Linked DNA regions of Mus musculus: all the other regions are linked to region 3. Evidence: chromatin contacts called from public HiChIP or PLAC-seq and Micro-C data. All regions are on one chromosome and are shown on one strand. Each heading gives the region's core, a stretch centred on a gene start, on an enhancer-like site or on the middle of the called end of the contact. The rest is flanking DNA. Distances are from core to core; before and after follow the strand shown. Region 1 holds the start of Shtn1 (shootin 1). Region 2 overlaps Atrnl1 (attractin like 1). Region 3 holds the start of Gfra1 (glial cell line derived neurotrophic factor family receptor alpha 1).

Region 1 (4,738 bases), core at 276-2,775, 620 kb after region 3:
GCTCAAGTCCTTGCTAGGACCTCTTAAGCCACCTGGCTCAGTCACAAGACTCAGTGATGGGAAGACACCAACTTCCTGGAGAGCTGAGTCAAGAAGAGGAATAGGACCATTGAGCAGGGCCCTTCCAATGTTAGCAAGTCCTGCAGCAAAGAGCATGCATGACCTTTTACCTCCTAAACCTGTGCAGTTCCTCTTTCTTGACCCATATTCTCAAACCACACTTTGAACAGGATAATTAGTCGTGGTATTTTTAAAGTGTGTCAGATTAACTGTCTCTAGGATCTTGCTTTGTTCACAAATGTTCTGATGGCAATCATTAGCTACCAAGCGGTAGAGAAAAGCATGCAAAACGGCCTGGATTTCCAGCCCCAGCCCCGCTTCCTCATTAAGCCCCACACAGGCAGGGTGTCGACTCACTGACTAATAAATTGCTAAAAATGGGAAGTGATAAGAACACATCGGTTCCCTGAAAAATCCCAGCTGGGTAAAGAAAAAGGAACTAGACCGAACCCAAAAGAAGGGAACGCTGCAGGCCCAGGAACGCCAAAGTGTGCAAGGGTGCGGCCTCAGCTAGGAGCCAGGCCAACTGAGCCACTACCCGGCGCCCAGCGATCCTACCCTACCCGGCTCGCTACTCCCGCGTGGACTGAGGTGCGTGCCCTGACCCTGTCCACGCCCGACGCGTGTCCCTTTGCCCGGGTCGCGCGCCCTAGTCCTGCAGGGCGCGCGATCCCACTGCGGGAAGACGCTGCAGCTCCTCCGCCCAGGGCGCTGCACCCCATGGCGCTTGGGGATGCGGGGTGACCGCGGCGGCCTCACGGTCCCTTGGCCACGGCTGGCACCTGCGGCTGCGCCCAGAGCTGTCCCGCCCGAGGCCGCTGCTGGGCACCTGCGGCAGCCGGCCCACCTACCTTGCTCCTTCAAGCTGGTGATGAGCTGCAGCTGCTTCTCCTCGTCCGAGCTGTTCATTTTGGCGGGTGGGGCTGGGGATAAAAGGCAAGGAGGGAGAGGCGAGGGGGACACGGGGGAGGGGGAGCAGAAAGCAAGATGCCGGTGGCGCGGCGTGCGGCTGCACTACCCGGAAGTTGGGATCGCTCCCGCTCCTCCTCCTCCTGGCGCGCCGCACGCGGTGAGATCATCCCACGCACCTACTCGCGGGCCCTGGCTGCCCCACCTGCGGCGGGCGGGTCTGGGCGCCTGGCCCGGTAGGGGCGTGGGCCGCTGGAGGCGGGTGAAGTGTCACGGCCCTGGGGCGCCTGCGATCCTCCCAGGTGGCTGTATGCGGTTCTGCTAAGGCCGCCGCTGCGCCAGGCTTTCCACCCGAGGCGCGCACCATGGAGACTCGACCCGGGTTCCCCAGGTCCGCCACCCTAGAGCTGGACAGCGGATCTGAGCAGGACCGGACGGACCCCAGAGGACCAGGCTCCTATCCTAGTTCTCAGTCACTGCTCATTGGAGCCAGGGCTGGAAAACCCTCTGTTCTACACCATGCACCTGTCCACCAAGCAAGTGCATGTTTGCAGTCTGTCTGGCTAATTGAGTCACCGCAGTCTTGAGGAGTAGGGGGTAGTGGGTAGCAGTCTGAGGGAGGGAGGGAGGGAGGGAGGGAGGGAGGGAGAGAGAGAGAGAGAGAGAGAGAGAGAGAGAGAGAGAGAGAGAGAGAGAGAGAGAGAGAGAGAGAGAAGAGGTGATGGGGGCGTGGCAGTCTGATCGCAGTTCCAGCGTGTGTGAAGAGGCCAGAGTCAGAACCTGGGCCCTGCCTCCAAGTGCCTCACCAGGCCAGAACTGCAGGGAAGGTCATCTGGTTCCGGTGGGAGGATCTTGCATCTTGGGGAGGCTGGCACTGCACTCTGAATACCCAAGGTCACTTTGTTGCATGACAGGGAGCCTCCTGTGTAAGGACTGAAGACAGTCCTTGCCTCTCTTAAGGACCCTCGGTGGCATTTACACCCAACTCTGGGGTAGACCTGGGCAAACATATCTAGGCAGGCTTGCATTCTCCAACTCTAGTTCTCCTAACATTTGCTTGACTCTCCCAAGCTCTGGAATTGGTCTAAAGAATGGAAATAATAAAGCATACTCTTTTAGAATTTAAAAAATTGAACAGGGAGAGGAATTTGACCACAACATCAAATCTAAAAAATAGAAGTGCTTGTCTAGCATGCGCTAAGGCCCCACAATCCATCCGGTCCACCTCCAATAAGGTGGACCGAATGGATAGGTATGCCGCCTGCTCTGCGCAGAGGATTTTTTGTTTTTTATGATTACAGGTGTTATGGTTGCTAATAACAAGTTGAGAAAAGCACAGTTCTTTATTCCAATCATTAAGCGCTCCAGATAAATCCGGGTTAAGTGAGCCTTCTGCACAGCCCTCGTTTTCTTCATCCTCTCTAAACTCATATAGAACACCAGCTCTTCATTCCTTGCGTCTCAATTTAGGCAAACGCCCCAACTCGGCTGGTAGTGGCCCTGCCAGGAGACGTGTATTGATATTCCCATAGATCCTATTACCAGTATCTTTCTGGTACTCATTATTCATACCATCTCGTGGTGACCGTTGAAAAATCAGAATCGGCTATTCCCTTTTAAGAAATGGCAGTGGTTTAGAATGCATAGTTTAACTGTTCGGGTGGCCTGAGGTGGCAGTGTGGATTTCTAAGTAAAAAGAATGAAAGATGGAACTTTATGAAATTATTTCAGTGTGGGGATTTTGCTATTTGGTCCTTCCTGGAATGTTTCATAAGAATGTTTCATAAGTTCAAAATATTTTCCAGTCAGCTACAGTGATGATCATAAAGATTGGTATAGGCTCAGGACACACAAGACCAAGTTCTCTGCCCAAAGATTTGCCCCAAAAGGACAAAGGTCAAGGAGTAAGAAACAAAGACAGGAGATAGAGGATGAGGGAGAAGGAAAAGGGAACAAGGGAGGAGGGGACATGGTATTTGTCCTAGAAAGACAAAGGACAGCCTCTAGATGGGAGCCAGACATGGCCCATAGGAAAATGGTGGTTTATATAAGGTAAGGGGAGAAACCCTATGTTAGGATGAGGTGTTTAATTTTAATTGGGCATGTTAATTAGGTGAGTCAAAGGGGCTTTTGTTTCCCGGACTTCAACACTTAGATTGCTGAACCTTGGTAGTCAGCCTCAGGAGGAGGGAGTGGCCAAATAAGGGAATAGATTTTGATGGTTAGTTTTAGCAATGTAATCTAATGGTTTTTAGCCAAGACAGGGGGAATAGAAGAGAAGGGCAAGGCTTGCCAGAGCCATGCTTGACATGTTAACATGCCTGGGGTAGTTAGAGCTCCTTCAATGATCCCAAAAGATAACCACATGGTCTTTCTCCTGGGGTTACCTTTTTAGTCCTAGGACTTGAAAGGTAGGAGATATGCGAGTTTTTAGCCAATTGCATGACCATATGAGGATGGGCTGCCACCAGGTGTTTTGTGAAATGAATGATAATTTATTTCTAGAAACACACACACACACACACACACACAGAGAGAGAGAGAGAGGAGATTCAAGTGATCAGAAATAACTACCTAGCTTTGTAAGGCAGCCATGAAGCTTGTTAGCCTATGACCAAACCCAAGGAACCAGAAGTACCTTCTCCAGCTCCATCACAGGGAAGCAGGATGTCCTGTTGATATTTAGATTGGTTTACAAATCTCCACTCTTTTAAATGGCTGATAGAATTGTCAATTCCAACAACAGTATGATGTCTGGGGAGTTTGAGAGTCTCAAATTGAAATGTTTTGGCCTCACAGTGAATCGGTGGCTCATTGAAATGAATTCCATGTACCCTCTTTGAATTAAAATAGCCACCTGAAAAACAAAGCCCTATTATCCTGAGGCCATGCTATGAATTATTAGGCTAACTATTAGATTTACTTCTTGGGATACAGAGCTTCTGTTACAATGACTTATTTATATGGCATGAATATTGATAGGAAGGATAGAGTTATATAATTAGTTTTTGTTCTGCTTAATAATGCATACGGGGATTTGTGTTTCATTGCATTGACGCTGTTAGTAACCATCAAACAACATCAAATTTGAAACATCTTGAAATGTTTGTGTGTTATATACGTATATGAGGTCAGGAGGTACCTTCTAAAGATGAACTAAAAGACTTGTAACAAACATGGGATTGTGGCTGTCTCTAGGGATAGAAGACGGAATATCTGACTCTAAGGAAGGAGATAGAGAAGGGAGCACAATGAGGCTATTTAGTACTTGTTTGCTTTTTGGTAATTACAATGTATGTAATTTTCTGTACTATGTAGATAAAACTATGATGTAGCGAGATTTGTCATCTTTGACCCACTCATTCTGTGTTAGGGAGTCAATCCTTAGAGACTTGCCTGCAGGGTTATTTACCATAAAGTTAACAATGATATAAAAATAGTAACATTTGAATGTTACTTGGCAATGCAAAGAAACAAAGTTGTGATACATGACCCACTATGGGCAAACTTTGAAAAACATGATTCTAAGTGCAAGAAGGCAGTCAGAAAAACCCGAACTACTGCACGATTGCCTTTATATAAAATGCTCACAACAAACAAACACATAAAGAAAGTTGACTAATGATTTGTATAGAACTGGGGATAGGGAGAAAGAAAATATAGGCAATGACTCCTAAAAAGCATGTGCATTGGAGGTGGGGGAATAAACTAAAATACATTGTATTTCAGATTGCATAACTATGGATATCCTCAAAACTAGAATTGTACA
Region 2 (4,664 bases), core at 1,493-3,992, 570 kb before region 3:
GACTGCGGGCAAATGACTGTGTGTACACACCTGAGCTAGCCTGTGCTCCTGTGGACAGTGGCGTGGGGAGGTAAAAGAACGCCCCCATACATGGCCAGGACCGTGATGCTGTTGGGACAGCTTGTGCAGGCTGTGGGGAAGAAACACGGATAGCACAGGGAGAAGTGGCTTATAGGAATTTGGGGAGTGCATCTCTAAGTTTCACTGTGTCAGAAACTGGGGGGAAACCTTCAAATCTGTGACCAGGGGCCACAGTGACATCCAGGGAGGTGGAGAGGCTTGGACTATAAGTAGAATCTGGAAGAGAAGGCACTAGTGTTACGTTTGCTGTGGTAAATCTAAATCACGATGCCTGACCAGTGTGTGTGTGTGGGGGGGGGTATGAGAAGGTTGGTGGTATAGTTACTTGTAGAGGTTCTCAGTTGAAGACGGGGCAGCTGGGAGATAACTCTGAAGATCATTATCCTGTCACAGGGATAGAACACTTGCTGAGTTTTTCAAGATGACAAACAGAGACTGGAAGGGCTGAGGGAAAACAGTGGACAGGGAAACTGCTCGAGGTTGTTGTGTGGTGAGGAGAGGCTGGAGGTCTGGATCTGAGAGGGTCAGATGGGGAGTGTGGATTACTGAGGATCAGACAGGATAGGGAGGACTGAGGATCAGTCAGGAGAGGGAGGACTGAGGATCAGTCAGGGGAGGGAGGACTGAGGGTCAGTCAGGAGAGGGAGAACTGAGGATCAGTCAAGAGAGGGAGGACTGAGGATCAGTCAGGGGAGGGAGGACTGAGGATCAGTCAGGAGAGGGAGGACTGAGGATCAGTCAGGGGAGGGAGGACTGAGGATCAGTCAGGAGAGGGAGAACTGAGGATCAGTCAAGAGAGGGAGGACTGAGGATCAGTCAGGAGAGGGAGGACTGAGGATCAGTCAAGAGAGGAGGAATGAGGATCAGTCAGGACAGGGAGGACTGAGGATCAGTCAAGAGAGGGAGGACTGAGGATCAGTCAGGAGAGGGAGGACTGAGGATCAGTCAGGAGAGGGAGGAATGAGGGTAAGTCAGGAGAGGGAGGATTGAGGATCATCAGGAGAGAGTGCATTACTAAGGATCCAACAGGACAGGTTGACAATGACTAAAACATTTTGCTCTCAGGCAGAACCTGCAGTTATGGTTCATGCAGAGGTGGTGGTGGCTCCACAACACACATGGCTCACATGCCTTATCTACATAGCGAGTACTCGTATGCATGCACTCAGCTGTGATAGTTGATCTATGTTGAGGAAATGTAAATGTAGATGGTTATGCAGCGAGGATTAAAGGCAACAGAGAGGAGCCAAGTCAACAGCCTACTGGAGTCCAGGAAGGGAGTCAAGCCATATGCAACTGTTAACTGTTTGGTTTGGTTCTGCCTTCTGCTCTGAGCCCTGTGTGTGTGTTTGCATCCTCCGCACCCGTGACACTGCTGAGAGAATAAGATTTCCTGTAGTTTGGTGGGCAGGAAAACATACTGTTGATAGGGAGCTAGGCCATTGCATAGTGAATTTATCTCAGTGTCCCAGGATCCTTGGCCAGTATTTACATTACATCCCACATGCAACAACTGTCAACCACGTACTCCCAAATTTATTTTGTCTATAAAAATGCTTTTAAAATGATGCATCTTGGTCATTAAATAACAGTGTTAATAATTTTGAGTTAGTACTAAACGTATCGCTTTAATGCTCTTCCAATATGTCCTGAATGAAAAGAGAAAGTGATAAATGTGAGAAGTGATTTAGGTCAATATTTTTAAATTCAATAAAACACGAGTCGAAGGACCTGTACCATCTCTACGATCATATCAATGTATATGACGGAGGCCCCTCCTGTAGGTCGCTTCTGGAAGCAGAGTGGGCCCGTGACGCGTAGAAAGCTTTTGTTCCTGTGATCCTGTGTGTCACCTGTTCTTTGATATTGACTGATCCTATTTCAGAAGTATCAAGTCACTTTCTATTGGATTATCCTCTGTGCCAGCCACATGGCTTTCTGTCAGGCTAAAGTTCTGAATTTAATGACTGATTAGAAGTAATCTAGACCCGTAGGAGGGAATCAAAGTGTATGCTGTGAGCTTGGCTAGGATCACGCCATTAAACTAAATCTCTTTTTGGTGTAGTGGGTTGAGAACTCAGACCTGTGTGAGGCCTGTTTGGAATACTTCGTTCTGCAGCTTTTTAAGTGATCATAATTGTCTTTATCATTTGAGAATTTTTAGTAAAATTCTGATTTAGTAATAACAAATGATTTGAACCTTAGAATGCTAACCTTTATGCTAGATTTTTTAAAAAAATATATTGAAAGTACTATTTTAATAATAGAAGACAATTTGTAGCTAGTCATTCCAAAGTAGCATTATTAACTTGATAGCAATTTCACTTTCATAATCCCAAACCCGGTGCTGCAAATGAACATAAAAATATTGTATCTGACCATTGGCTTCATGGATTCAAAATAGTCAGAGTGAAAAAAAAACCAGCCTGTATCATTATTTATTGGTAAAAATCAGAACCACTTGTGTTATCATTTAAGGTAAGTAATTTTGAAAACATGAACTCTAAAGTGAAGACACACATACTGTTACCTCATCTGAAGTGATTACATTTAAGTACAGTTTTTAAACTAGCTGTCTTTTGTTAATGTACTATGTAGGGAGGCCTTTGCTCCACCCTTCATATGTATCATTTCACGTTAGACATTCTGCTGAGTCAGTCTGCTGAGTCATAGTTTCCTTTGCTTCCATCTCACTGGGAAGTACAATGAGGTGCAGCAAGCCCAAGTAGGTTGATGTGGTCCCAGTGTCAGTGAGCAGGGCAAGCATTTGAACCCGAATGTGTCTGACTTGCAGAACACCTCCTAACTCTCACGTCTGATGGAGTCCCCGCCATCGGTATCACCGTGACGTATGCCATATATATTACCACGTGCGCGTTCATGATACATGTGACTGTATTGGTTCATGTATTTGTGTGCATCAGCATGCATGTGGCGTGTATACCTCTGCTTTCGTGCAGGAGCACCGGCAAACATGTGTGTGCTTGTGTGGGAGCCAGAAGCTGAGGTCAGATGTTTTCTGTATTTTTTGCTGAGATGGTCTATCACTGAACCTGAAGCCCTCAGTTTGGGCCTGGCTCTGCGGCCCTGGGCTCCTCTTGCTTCAGCCTCTAGCACTAGGATTACAGGGGCACTGCTACCCCCAGCCTTTTCACATGGATGTTAGGAATCCCACCTCGGGTCCTCAGACTTGCACAGTAAGCATGTTAACAACCAACCTCTCCTTACAGCCTCAGCTTACAACTTTTAAATGACTTAAAATATGTAGACCGTATTATGATCTCTTTGGCAACCAGTGTGCTGAGTTACAAACCTCCGGTGCTCTGTGCTGTTGGTGAACTTCCATCTGTCTGGAGGATGCCTCCTTGGCGGAGGATATCGTCAAGATACCTCTTATAAAGCAATTTCTGCTGCTGTGGTGTGCAAATCCTTGTTTTCTAGAGATAGAAATACCCAGCTGTTCCTATAGAGGTTTGAAAATGGGGTCCCAGAATCGAGAGGTGAGACAAAAGCCTCCATCCCTAACCCAGAAACTCTCTCTAACTGAGAAACCCTAGCAAAGCAAAGTTTGTTTCCCTCAGTGGAGGATTGAAGGGTTTCACACCACCATTAAGCGTGGACCCCATGGCCATCTTGGATAGCAGACACCGAAGAACTCAGTGGCAGCTTAGACGTTTTGTGTCTCATGATGCTTGGTCAAGGCTTTATTTATTTAAACCTTACAGATCTTTCCACATATATTATGTTTTTGTGGGATTTCTGTGTGTGATGACATACGTGTCTCTGTGTCGACGTGTTTCTCGTGCTTTTCCTCTGGCTCTTTTCTTCTGTTTGTTGCTTGTTTTTATTCTATGATTTTTAGTTGCCTATTTGTTTTCTAAGGAGAGATGGATGGGGAGGGTGTGGATTTGGGTGGGAGAGGAGGTAGAGGTGATCTGGAAGGCACGGGGAGGGAAGGGGGGAGAAAGCCATAATCAGAATATGGTGTATGAGAAAAATGTTTTACATTAAAAAATAGGAAAGTCCTTCGCTCTAGACATCCTTCATTGTGGAGAGCTCTGTGAGTGGGATAAACTTAACTGCTGAGGAAGGACAAATCTTAGAGGGGATATGAAGACACAGCAGGGACCTGCTAAGTTCTCTGTGTTTCACAGTTAACTGGACAAGGCCATGGTCACGAGTTTTCTAGGTCTGAAGTAACTTTTAGTGTCCAGACGCTGTATCCACAGCGTTCATGCTCTGTGACTGCGGCATGTCACTCTGACACAGGCAAGGCTCTTTCTTTGGATTCGTGGCACCCCATCTTGGCATCAGCCATGCCCTTACTTGGTTCCTCCCATTTCTCCTTAGCTGGCTTCATCCTAGAGACTCCTCCATGCTCCCCGGGGAAGGCAGGGCCTGGGCAGTAACCTCCTCTGCTACTTCCTGGTCTCATGGAGGCCACTTCCCGGGCCTTGCCCGTGTTCCTCATGCGGAGGACTTCAGCCCTGCAAGCGGCCATGGCTAACAGTGTGCGCCAACATAGCTGACACCCCCACCCCGTGGATTCCTTAAGGAAACCCCTTGCTCCCCTCACTCTGTGG
Region 3 (4,769 bases), core at 1,508-4,007:
ACCTCAGCAGCTGGTTCAAAACCCAGCTAATCTAAAATGACAAATGGTTTTCCACCCATGTATCTTTGAACTGGTGTGGTGGGGGGATGAATAGAGAGCAGAGTTCACTGGCTCTGTAATACTTCTTCATCCCATGTCATAAGAAAAGAAAAGAGGACACGCCAGTGGGACTACTACTCTCTACACGCAGTGAAAGCCTCGGGTGGGCGGCTGAAAGGTGGGTTCTAAGGAGTCCCCACTCTGATGTTCTAACTAGGTTTCAGGAAGGTCAGTGGGGTCCCAGGGGTGCCCCCACCCCCTCATGGATTTTCCAACAACCAGCTCCAACAATACTGCTCAGCTGCAGCAGAAAACACCAGCTGCCTCTGTCCCTAGAGGCCAATGAAAGGTCCTCATTCCGCAGCTGGGAGAAGTGAGCAGAGGATGAGATCAGCCAGCTTAGCCCCAGTACCGGACTGGACTGAGGTTGCCTCTGGCCTTCTGAGAGGAAGCCCGGCACGCTGGTGGGGGCAGTAGTGCATACCCTGCAGGCTCTGGTACATGCTCCAGTAGATACGCAGACAATTCTTCTCTTTCTTCATGCCCCGCTTGCAGCGGCAGTTGTAGAGAGACTTCTGCTTCAAGGCCTCCATAGCGCTGCGGCACTCATCCTTGGCCTCGAGGCCGGATGTCAGGCTGAAGTTGGTTTCCTTGCCCGCCACGCACTGCCTCAGTGTGCGGTACTTGGTGCTGCAGCTCTGTTCCTTCAGGCACTGATCACTGGCTTTCACACAGTCCAGGCGGTCCCCACCACTCACCTCGGCCGACATCAGCAAATCTACAGGGTGAACAGAAGAACGTTTGAACGCAGCAGACTAGTGGGTACCCTGATTCCAGGTCCCGGGAGGGCAGGGCATGATAGACCTCCACCATCATTCTGAAGGGGCAGATTAGGTAGGAAGCTGGTCCACCCCTCTTCTGGAATTTTCTCACCCCGGGAATACTGCCATCACGCCCCTCCCCGGCTCAACAAGGAAGGTTCCACTGGCTGCCTTAGCGGGATTTGCCGGGGATCCCGCGCAGCCCCAGCGTCCCAAAGCAGAAGCAAGCACTCCTGACCCGCTGGCTGCCCCGCCTCCCCAGGCACCCGAGGCTGCAGTGTCTCCTGGCCAGCAGCGGGCAAAAGGGCACTGAGCTGAACAGCGAGGCTGGGTGCTTGGCACCCTTAGCGCTCTGAACGAAAGGCAGACGAGTGCCACAGTCTGCCCCGCGGGTGCGCAGAGACGTTTTTCCCTTAAAAGTTTTCCATTCCAAGTTTGCTCTCTTCCGACCCCAGCGGTATTTGACCACACTCCACCTGCCGGAGCGTCTCAGGGAGCTCCGACTTCCAAAGGGGAGTAACGCCCTGGGATGGAAGCCTACGACCCCTCAATTTTCCACCAGGCTGGGTTATTAGTTTTTGTTTTGTTTTGTTTCTCACCCCCTTTAAACACGGCAAAATAAAATCAACCGCTCAAAGACGCGCCAGCACTGCTTCCCAATCCCAGAGATTCTTGAACCTCTTCACCCCCTAGCGAAACTTCTTCCACCCACACTCAAGGCACCCACCCGCAATTCTGGAGTGGCTGCCGCAAGGGACCCCCCAATGAAAGACTCTGGATGAGAAAGCCAGCAGCGGTCTCGACTTACCCAGGAGTGGCAGCACGAAGTACAGAGTGGCTAGGAACATGGTGCCGCCGCGCAGCTGGTCCCCGCCCCCCCAAAATCCAAAGCCGCCACCGGATCTCGCGGAGAGAGCTCAGCGTGCAGAGATCCCCGGGCGACTGCGCTCCTCTGGCCACTCAAAGTTAAGCTCCATCCAGGGTGAGAGCAGACTCCCCGTTGCTCTGCCGCCCACCGCCGCCAGGGACTCAGCTCCGAGCGGGCGCGAGGGCGGGAGGCGGACCCGCTTTTAGGGGTTCAGTTCCGACCCAACCTGGAAGGAAGAGCGCGCTTTGAAATGAGAGCCCAGAGTGCTGAAGCCTCCAGCTCCCGCCCCTCTCCCCTCCCCCGCTCCCGCCTCGGGGGACTTCTCAACGCTACCCCCACTCGGGTCCGAGAGCAGGAGGTGCGAATTCATCTATTACGGGCACGAGGAAGCTCCGGAACCCGGGTTCTGGAGCTGGTAAGGTCCGCTAGGGCTCCCAACGTTCAAAGCTGGAGGATATCGCGCACAACCCAAGAGGCTGAACGCAAGCAAATAAATAACCATTACTTTCAGAGCAAGCGCCGGAAGCTAGCTGGCGCTGCCCGGAGTCGGAGCCTCGGTGGCGAAGGCTTCTTAGCCAACCCCGCTGGACCAAGACCCTGCTCCGGCTCCGGGAAGTTGGCCGCCCTCCCTGGCTCTCGCCCGACCACTCACTTGCTGGCTCGATCACTAGCGTTCTAGCTCTTCTGTCCCCGGCCACCGATCGCTACCCCAGTCACCGTCATCCCCTCCCCTGGACGAGCCTCTCTTCCCAGGCAGTCCGGCAAGAGGAAACTGACATCCCGCATCCCGCCTGGTACTGAAACCTGGCTTCTCCGCCCCTACTCCTACCTGCCGCTCATCCTGGGCTCCTTCCTAGACTTCAGTGCTTCACACGCACTTGCCTAGCGCCCGAACTCCTGTGCATCCACACCACTGCCCCGTGAGAGCGAGCTAGTCCACAGCATCTGCACACCCCAGCAGGTGCAGCCCCGCACCACTAGCGCCCCCCTGGCCCCAAAGTTGGAGGACGCCAGCAAAATGGAAAGGGATGGCTGGAGGGGAGGTGGCGATGGGTTCTCAAGTGGAATGAGAAAACTCTAAATGCCACGAACCTGAACCCAATTGACCGGTGTCCAGCTGCAGCGAGTAGCCAGTGTTTGTTTATTTATTCTTTGGGGTGTCCCCGCCTCCTCTTTCTCTTTCCGGCCTCACTTTCTCTGTGCTAGGTAAAAAAACGATGCCACAATCTGCTACAGCTCGGAGGACAGAGTTGGCCAGGACGATTTCCGAGCAGACCTCCCCGCCCCGGCTCGATGCCCGGTAGGGATGTCAGCGGTTATTGGAAGCGGTGGGAGGATAGCATGCCCAGATTGGTTTTGGCTAAAGGCCCCTCAGGCTGCTTCTGCTCCTGCCTCCGGGCAGCGCAGGGCCGGCTCTTCTGTGAAGCGCAGTTCCTCCGTCCGCCACAGCAGACTTACAGGCTGGCTGGCGGTGGGACCCAAGGCCAACAGGCAAGCAGGCTCAGGACCCGCAGCGCTACGCCGCCGCCGTCGCGGAGACTGCGCACCCCCACCCCCTTCAGTGCACAAGGGCTCTTTCTTTAGTGCAACACAGCAACCCATCCAGACCCTTTTGAACACAAAGTTGTTTTTTTTTCTCCACGTCATTCGCGGCTGTGACTCAAGACTTGGCAAGATTCAGACTCACTCAGACCTAAGCCCTGAGCGGCGATCCGGGATGCACCCACCCATTGATAAAATGCTTGTGCGAGCTCATGCACCTCTCTCCTCCTGGTATGACAGCGAGACAAAGCAAAGTCCACCCCAGCCCACTGCACTGAAGTCTGATCAGACCCAGCTTTAGGTAATTTTATAAGATGATTTCCATCTTTACTGTTTCAAGAGTAAATTTTTTTTCAAAAACATTTTATAAACAGAACACATCCACAGCCCTTCACCCCAACTTCAAGGATCGCTCCAGCGATGCTGCTGAACCCCGCTCTCCGTGACACCCGCTGTCCTTTAGGGGTCCAGAGATCTGTCTAGAGTATGTCCGTAGTAGTGTTTGACCGACCAGCTCGCTGCTTGGGGCTTGTGTCAGAGATCTTTTCTATGTCCAAGTTCATCATCTCTCAGGAAAACAGAGTTTGAATCGAATCTATGAGCCCAGCTGTCAAATCTGCAAACCCATCACCACAGACAATGGGCCGCCAAGGAGAACAAAAAAAGAGACGCTCTTTTTTTGATCCAGAGTGTTAATTGAAAAGGGCAAAGGCTTTAGTTTAAGGCGTAAGGGCCGGGAGAAGAGGAGGAGGGATGGGTAGCCCTCCATTCAAGTACACATCAGCCAGGCGTGCCCTTCAGCTGTGGCGGCTGTAGCATTGTTTGGAGTCCTCAAAGAGTCTGTGCCTCTGTGAGCAACCTGAACCCAGGGGACATCCCGCCAGTGCTAGCTCCTCCTTTGCCTTGCACGTGTTCCTCAGGGGCAGGTATGAAGTGTCTGAAGCCTTCGCCAGGAACCCCTCCCCCGGTGTCACATTCAATCACACCAGACTTACACAGATTTCCAGTTCAGTGTATCAGTTTACACTCCGTCGTTGAGTAAACAAAGAAAGCATATGTCACATTTTTTTTGCGACAGATGGTTCGATCCAAGGGCTACTTAAGTTCTTTCTCTAGCGATAGTCAGAAGTCTACAGGGTGGAACTACTGTGGGAGATGGAATTGAGTCTTCCAATCAGTGTCTCTGCGTACAGAAGCAGATTTCCATATTTTCACACCAAGGCAAAAATCTCCAGGAAGTGGATGTTAATGAGAAGACTTAGCTGAAGACTCCCATTGATGCTGAAAACATAAAACCCCCCTCCGTTGTCCTATTTCATAAGTGAGTGGGAATATTTTTCTCTGTCAATTCAGTGCTTTTCTTTGGGGACCACTTTGGGTGGTTGAAGAATAGTTAAGTTTCATTTAAGACACTAGCTAAGTCTATTCCAAATATTTTTTTGTTGGGAAAACACTTGGTTATTCTACTTAATCCTAGGGAGTTAGTTAAAATCTACTTT

The links. HiChIP or PLAC-seq counts read pairs in DNA pulled down with a chosen protein or histone mark. Hi-C and Micro-C count contacts between places; a contact is called where the count stands out from the background.
Region 1: a Micro-C map of embryonic stem cells shows a contact between it and region 3, with 2.0 times the contacts expected there. The contact joins the promoter of Shtn1 here to the promoter of Gfra1 in region 3. A contact is called at or near these places in 1 of 484 Hi-C or Micro-C datasets (embryonic stem cells) and 1 of 115 datasets of contacts at active chromatin or transcription factors (pancreatic cancer cells).
Region 2: a contact with region 3 is called in a CTCF HiChIP or PLAC-seq map of the NIH/3T3 cell line, with 5 read pairs. The contact joins the enhancer-like site here to the promoter of Gfra1 in region 3. A contact is called at or near these places in 17 of 39 promoter capture datasets (the C10 cell line, the HPC-7 cell line, HPC-7-derived erythroid cells and 10 more), 5 of 15 datasets of contacts at CTCF or cohesin (the NIH/3T3 cell line, embryonic stem cells, large pre-B cells and 2 more), 29 of 484 Hi-C or Micro-C datasets (the C10 cell line, the C2C12 cell line, CD4 T cells and 12 more), 21 of 115 datasets of contacts at active chromatin or transcription factors (T-cell acute lymphoblastic leukemia, bone marrow-derived macrophages, craniofacial prominence and 13 more) and 3 of 9 other capture datasets (adipose tissue, embryonic stem cells and macrophages).

The regions. Positions count from the first base shown.
Region 1 is chr19:59,074,544-59,079,281 of GRCm38.p6, forward strand. Shtn1 (shootin 1) reads right to left here and starts at 1,526. Exons shown (of 17, transcript NM_001114312.1): 1 at 912-1,526. The coding sequence starts at 969.
Region 2 is chr19:57,879,394-57,884,057 of GRCm38.p6, forward strand. All of the region lies in intron 26 of Atrnl1 (attractin like 1), which reads left to right. Among named protein-coding and RNA genes, the nearest start is that of Gm52385, 44 kb to the right of the region's middle. Within about 2 kb of position 2,743, at least 13 of the 459 cell types and tissues checked have an H3K27ac peak or open chromatin away from gene starts, as enhancers often do. A contact at or near this core is called in the G1E-ER4 cell line and the NIH/3T3 cell line, where this site is marked.
Region 3 is chr19:58,452,641-58,457,409 of GRCm38.p6, forward strand. Gfra1 (glial cell line derived neurotrophic factor family receptor alpha 1) reads right to left here and starts at 2,758. Exons shown (of 11, transcript NM_010279.3): 1 at 2,558-2,758; 2 at 1,669-1,954; 3 at 524-817. The coding sequence starts at 1,708. Gm41876 (a long non-coding RNA gene) reads left to right here and starts at 3,509. Exons shown (of 3, transcript XR_877966.1): 1 at 3,509-3,571.